Linked DNA regions of Anas platyrhynchos: region 2 is linked to region 1. A link is a contact called in public Hi-C data. All regions are on one chromosome and are shown on one strand. The core of a region is the stretch at or near the end of the contact, and the rest is flanking DNA. Distances in the headings are between cores, read along the strand shown.

Region 1 (3,358 bases), core at 614-3,113:
AATACATGGGATCAAAAGTGCTGACACCACTTAACTAAAACGTCTGTAGAATTTCTGCCCCCCAGAAAAGACAGAAAGTATGAGAAAATCTGTGGGACTGCCTGTTCTGTCGGCAAAAATTGGCTGGGAATCTCATGCGAACAGCTTTTAGTATTATAGCTGACTCTAATCTTGCTAGCCCAGCAAGTACTACAAAGTCAGAAAGTGTCTATAAAAACTAGTGTTAATACTGGCAACTTATATCTGCAATGTTTTTTTCCAACAGCTCCCAGTTCCCCAAGCACCTATGCAAAGTAAAGCTGATGAGCTCTTCCAGCTCCTGGCAGCAGGGACTCGCAGTCACCAGGCCCATTCTGCTCCTCCTGAAAATCATTTCAAAATTGCCGCAGACTCCAATGGAAGCAGAATGCAATTATCTAAATTTCCTCCTTATGCATCCGCTTCAGGTGGCAGTTTGCAAACAGCCTTCAGCCTTTACTAGAGAAAACCACACTTGCAGTAAATCAATAATCTTTCTAGGGATCTGCAAAAGCAGGCTAGACACTGTTGGAAGGACAGCAGCATATTCGCAGATCAAACTATTTTTCTTCCTCAAATACAGCCTTTATGAAACTTTCCGAGGTACTGAATGCTGCACTAGAAATTGGCAGAGGGCTGTAGCTAGAAGACAAAAAAAGTCACCCTTTTGACAAAATGGAAAGATCACATTCTCATGATTTCACAAAAATGGAAAACACATTTTGTGTTCTTGTCTCAATTCTTTCTTGCAATAGAAGACAAGTTTATGCAGAACAGTCTCTCTCATCCAACCACAAAAATCCATTTTGGCCTCCCTAGAAAGGGCAAATTTGTTCAGAGGTTCATGATTTTTACTTAAAAGGTGACTTATTGGCTATTCAAATTCTGACAAGTTACACTTCCTGCAAGAAATGATTCAGATTCATGTATATTCACAAGAAAACAACTGTTGTACAGTAATTGCAACCAAGAAGTAAACAAAACCCCAATTCAATTAAGCATTTGGACACAACTTTAAACTTTTATATATGGCCTTCTAATTTCAGTGGGTCTTCTCAACATTGTTCTTATCTTACTTAAACGATAGCGAGGTGGTTGAAATAATGGATACAGACTCAACAAACAGGATTGGTCCCTTGCCCTACTGTTTGGGTTGTCTTGGACAAATGACTCAATCTCTTTTGGGTAACATGCTTCTTCTTCCCTTCACAGGGGGCCTATAACCCTTCCGGGCAGTGAAGTCTCTGTGTGTTCATATATCTCTTGTAATTGACCCTGATACCTCACGGGTGCTCTGTACACTAGTATGATATATATTAAGTAATTTTTGTGCCAAATAGGTCTCACAAGCATCTGTCACCGCATATCTCCTGCTCTTTCCAGTGTGTGCAGAAGATAACATTGATACCAATGATACCTGTTAGTGTTAAGTGAGCACGGTAGCTGGCATTTTAGTATTGATCATTGGATGCAATACAAGTGAAGAAAACACTTTGCTTGGTTGGTTGTAATCACAAAACTAGCTAAAGACTACAAATATTTGGAAGTAATAGCGCTTTCAGCATATTGTAACACTGAGAAAGTATATCCTCCACTGTTAAATATCTTTTGTTGCCTTGTGCTGCAAAATCAGTTGCTGGCTTTGAAACAACAAGCCTTTTTTTTTTTTTTTTTTTTTTTCTTTTGGTGATAATTAAAAACAAACTCAGACCATTTGTCAGCTGTCACCCCAACTGGGACAATCGAAATACCAAATATTTGCACACCCAATCATGGCTTTGTTCCTGTAGCCAAGGCGCTCTGTAAAACCCAAACATGTTTTTCTTTTGTCTAGAATTTGTTCTGGGCCCACATCCCTAAACCACTAATAAATTATTGCTGTACACTATTGCGCCAGTGTTCCCCTTGTGCCACACCAGGCAACAAAAGGAGAAATAAGCGCATTTGTCAAAATAGCAGTAACCACTTCCACATTCTTTGGAACAACTAGCATATCAAAGGAGACCAGATGCAGCTGTATTTTTGTCTTGATACAGACATTCTTCATGCACCTTCAACGCAAGGCTGTGCAGCATGTCTATGCTATCATATTTTGCACATCATCTTCTCACCGGTTACTTTTTGCCAGAAGACCCACTAATGAACCCCACAAATCATTGCAAACGACCTGACTAATAGGAGATGACAGGTTGGCTTCAGATTTTGATTGCCTTGAATGACTTCTTTAGCTGGTCATTTATGCAACAAAAAAGTGTTCAGATCAAAGCTCTTACATTAACAGTATTTGCCTCTGAGGAGGCAGAACAGACAGCAGCCACGAGTCAGCATGTGAAGATGGTTGGGTATGGTTTCACTTACAGATAAAACTTTTGTTGGACACCACTGTTTTCCAGGTTCACAGTCCCGTGCTGTCTTCTGTCTGAGTACACATATCTTTTCAAGACAATTCACATGGATTCCTTATTATTATGAATAACGTTCCTTGTTATTTCTCACATTTCTGTGTTGCTTTACCAAGGTTTTATTAACAAGTCATGTGCAAAGTCTAGGCATTGAGAAACCTCCAAAGGCAAGAGCACTCGGAATTGTTTAAACAGTAGCAAGAGAGTCGAGTGCTACTGGTTTTTATAAAAACAATTGTTTTAAAAGCTTTCATAGTGCACACAAGGTTCTGCAGAACACTTTGCTAAGTTTCCATTTTAGTGACTAGGTTTTCCAGTCTTTTCAATGCTGCCAAAGACAAGCTCTCTCTTCTCCATGCAGGATGAAAGGGCAGCTTGTCATCTTGAAAGCAAGAGTAACTAACAGGAAAAAAATAACCTTTTTAGTTTGTATGCATAGGGATGAGCTTCTGTTCTCCTTCTCCACTGGGGGAAAAAAAAAAAACAGTGCAACATGAATGTCTGGGGCTGGGAGGAGCACTTTACAATAGAAAGATTACATTATTTGATGACACAAGTTCAAAAACTCAATACACTTCTTGAGTAGAAGAACGAACTTTGCTTCAGAAAATTGGAACGATTCCCAACTGGTAACACCTTATGTATTTGCATTAGAGTAAGGATTAAAGGACAGGAAGGAGTCTTTTTTCATATTCTTTATAAAGTTCTAAAGAAAAACGAGTATTACAACAAAACTAGTTTCCCCCCCTTTAAAAACAGCATAATGACCTTCACAGAGGCTGCTTCTAATCTGTTTGGGAGAGGTGGGGCTGTTCTACCATGACCCACACTGCTACCACAAAAGCAGGGCTGCTGTCTGAACAGATCACCCAATTTAACAAAAAAAATGACCCCTTCTCCCTTCCATCCATTGAAATATAGGACCAATACCTGTCATT
Region 2 (3,358 bases), core at 418-2,917, 260 kb before region 1:
TCATAGCTCGTTGCCAAAGATATGATGGAGATGCCTCTTCCACAGCACACCCCTTATGACGCAGGAGGCAAGGCACTCGTGTATCTCCATCCAAATCTGCATGTGAGTAGGGTGTAGTTGCTGAGCCAAGCCACTTCTATGTTACCTTAGAAGTCAGTGGGCTGGGCCATTAGGAAGTGGAAAAATGCACCTCAGAGCACTTCATCAGCCTCTTGTCTGCCTCATTTTTATGAAACTTAGAGCTGATTAGATTATTAGCTGATAGAGGGGGGCAGATATGGATAGAATATTTTCTTCTCTTTGTCCCCTTCCCTCTCCTTTTGAAATGGTAAAAATACTCTGACTGGACTTTTGGTCTCAAAAATGAAGCACCCGCTGTGCTCACTTTGAGAGGCTGCTAGTTTCTTAGGTTAAAAAATTAAAGTGCATAGCATTTAAAAACTTCAGCCCTAGTATGCTATGGTACAAGTCATGTGTTCTCCTTTAGCATCCCAAATCAGAGTTGACTTACCTGGCAGGTGCAGAGGCACCTATTGATCTCCTTTGATTACAAAGAGGGCCTTGGGAAACTACAGTGCATTTGGAAGTCAGGGTTGAGGTACCTAAATTTGAGTCAGATCCTACCTTAAAGTAATCGGAGGAAGGACTGTTTCCTTTTGGCGTCTTGGAAGAATAAATTAGTTGTGGAACCACAAATGGTTTTCTATTCTATTTGTGTTTAGCTTCCACTTTTTTTCCTCCTGTAAACTGTCCCCAGAAAGTGGTATTTACCCCTACTTTGAAGAGGGGAAGAAGGGGCAGGCTGGTGAGAACAACTTTGCAGCAGCTTGGTTACCTTTTGTCATTGCTTTGGGTTGTAGTTAGTGATCCATCAGTGCACTTGTTTCCTTGTATCATTTTGATTTGGCCTTGGAAAAGAATTGCATGCACAGTAGACTTTAGCTACAATTATGAAACAACCCATTTGAATCCTGTGGACCAGATCAAGCATATAATATTCCCATAAAGCCAATTTAAGCAGGAGGGTCATCTGAATGAAGGGCAATCCTGTTGGAAGTACTTACTAAGCGCAGCTGTAGAACTTGCTCCTATTGTTCTAAGCCTGAAGGACATAAATGAGAAGATGTGGCTGTGGCCTTCCCAAGACTCCACAACCTCGTGCCTGCCTGTCTGGGATCAAACCACACCATGATCATTAGGCTTCTCTGCTTTCTGCCAGTCAGCAAAAGTTACCTACAGTGAGCTTAAGAGTACACATGTAAGAAAACTTCACCTTTGCATTTCCTCCTCTCGTGTTGCTCAGCGTGTATCTGGGCAGATCTCAGCGTTGTAATAGCGGGATGATTTGTTTGTACAGTGCCACTTCCATGAGCAAACAAATGGTTTGGGTCTCCAGGGGTCTAACAGCTTTCACTGAGGGCAAAATCCTTATCCCTTGATTTGCCTCAAAAGGCAAAATCCTTCTTATTGAAGGCGTGAGGGTAGGAAAAAGCCTGTCAGTTCTTCATAAAATGAAGCCCCACAAAATATCAGGGAACTGAGGTTGTCCTTTTTCTTTCATTGGGGGAAATTATTTTTTTCCCCCTTTAGGGCACACATAGCACTGGTTATTAGCTTTGCATTTTAGCCACTAGGTGGAGAAAGCAAGCCTTCTACTGTAATTTAATAGCATTAATAGGAGAATGCTATTCTGACCTAAATTCCAAACATATTTTGGAGTAGAAAAGTTCCTTCTTCTCTGCAGTACTTCAGAGGATAGAGTAGCAGTGGAGAGTGACTAGCTGAAACCTCACTGGAATGAATTTTAAGAAAATATAATAGAAGATCAACTTTAAATATAAAAGTGTGCCACATCCAGCCTCAGTTAGTCATCTGAAATGTAATTCATTTGCTTCTGATGCCTGCCTTACCAGGAGTAAGGAGTTGGGCCACCACTGTGAGAAGGTTGCACACAGAGGGCATGTTCCCTTGGAGATGTGATCGCTTGTTGCATCTTCATCAGGATAGAAAGGAAAAGGATGGATCTCTACAGACAGCCTGAGATGGCACTTTTATTTGGGAGTGAGATTGGAGTCATTATTTCAACACTTCAGAGCACATGCATGGAGTGTTCCAGTCTCAGCTGGGAGGGTTGGAAGAGATTCACTGCAGCACAGCTCAGTGAATAGAGGCTGCTGATTCCGTGCTCCAATTTGTCATGGGTCAACGTCGACTCTGGTTCTCTTGTCTTTCAGTGCATTTTCTTGACTCTATAAATGTGTTAAGAGGAATGATGGGGCTGCAAATATTGCAAATGAGGTCTGAAGGAATTAAAATATTGCTGGTTTGTAACTGTCAAATAGAATCACTGCAGCATTCTTTCCTTTGTATGATCCTGAATTTTATCCAGATTTGGATAATATCCTTCTAACCTGCCCTGCCACCCCAATACATGGCAACTGTTTTGCTTGCTTTCATTACAGAGACTTTTCGTGGTCTAATTATGAATGTATTTTGAGTGTTCCTGAGGCAGCATCTATAACTTTTTCCTCAGCATGTGTTCCCATTAAAGGGGAACACATAAAGTAGGCATTTCTGCCACTGAACATCCTGAAATCCTCCTGTGGGGAGCACATTTTTTTTTTCCTGTTCTGGAGGATCGACAGAATTATTTTCCAACCATAACCACTGGAAAAACATGACAAATCATTGGCTTCCCCTACCCCTTCCTAATCACACCACAGTCATGCTGCCTGTTTTGGGGAATGAGTTGACTGTCTTATAGCATCATCTCTTCCAGAGGAAGGGACTTTAGATCCTTTTTTTTTTTTTTTTTTTAAATCTATTCTTTTGATGCTTGTTTTCTCATAATAAGGTAGCGTTTTAGTTTGTGTCGGCTTCTGCAGGTAATATCTGCAGCTAATTGGCTTCCTAAACTGTAGATACGGCTACAGCACCTTGCACATTGAATCATGAAAATATACCTGCTTTTAATATTAGACTAGGCTCAGCAACAACTACAATCAATTTCTGAAGAGTAGCCCTGTCCCATATAGTAAAATTCTTCATGTAAGTTGTCCTAAAATGAATTCAGGAATGGTGCAACTTGACCAGTGAAGTAGTAGTCAGAACTATTTTTCCAATTCTTTTACAGTCTTTCCATCTATTTTGATCTTGCACTTTGGATGAAATGAGAACTTTCCTGTCTAAGATGCAGCATGGGTAACTCATTTCACAGCATGTAGTATGATGAATTCCTGCAGGTGAAAGACAACATTAAGATAATGAAATCTATATAGAGAGTAAAATAAATTAACTGGTGCTATGTTTATAAACAGCTTTAAAGCTAAGAAAAGGACCTCTTTAGATGTCAGCTTCA

What was found. A called contact is a pair of places that touch in the nucleus more often than the background predicts.
Region 2: a Hi-C map of subcutaneous adipose tissue shows a contact between it and region 1, with 1.9 times the contacts expected there. The contact joins two enhancer-like sites. A contact is called at or near these places in 4 of 8 Hi-C or Micro-C datasets (F1 follicle, skeletal muscle and subcutaneous adipose tissue).

The regions. Positions count from the first base shown.
Region 1 is chr2:117,009,571-117,012,928 of IASCAAS_PekinDuck_T2T, reverse strand. The region is part of intron 14 of GADL1 (glutamate decarboxylase like 1); the gene reads right to left. Among named protein-coding and RNA genes, the nearest start is that of GADL1, 74 kb to the right of the region's middle. Within about 2 kb of position 1,863, at least 3 of the 8 cell types and tissues checked have an H3K27ac peak or open chromatin away from gene starts, as enhancers often do. A contact at or near this core is called in subcutaneous adipose tissue, where this site is marked.
Region 2 is chr2:117,265,765-117,269,122 of IASCAAS_PekinDuck_T2T, reverse strand. The region is part of intron 1 of LOC106016617 (a long non-coding RNA gene); the gene reads left to right. Among named protein-coding and RNA genes, the nearest start is that of TGFBR2, 170 kb to the right of the region's middle. Within about 2 kb of position 1,667, at least 1 of the 8 cell types and tissues checked has an H3K27ac peak or open chromatin away from gene starts, as enhancers often do. A contact at or near this core is called in subcutaneous adipose tissue, where this site is marked.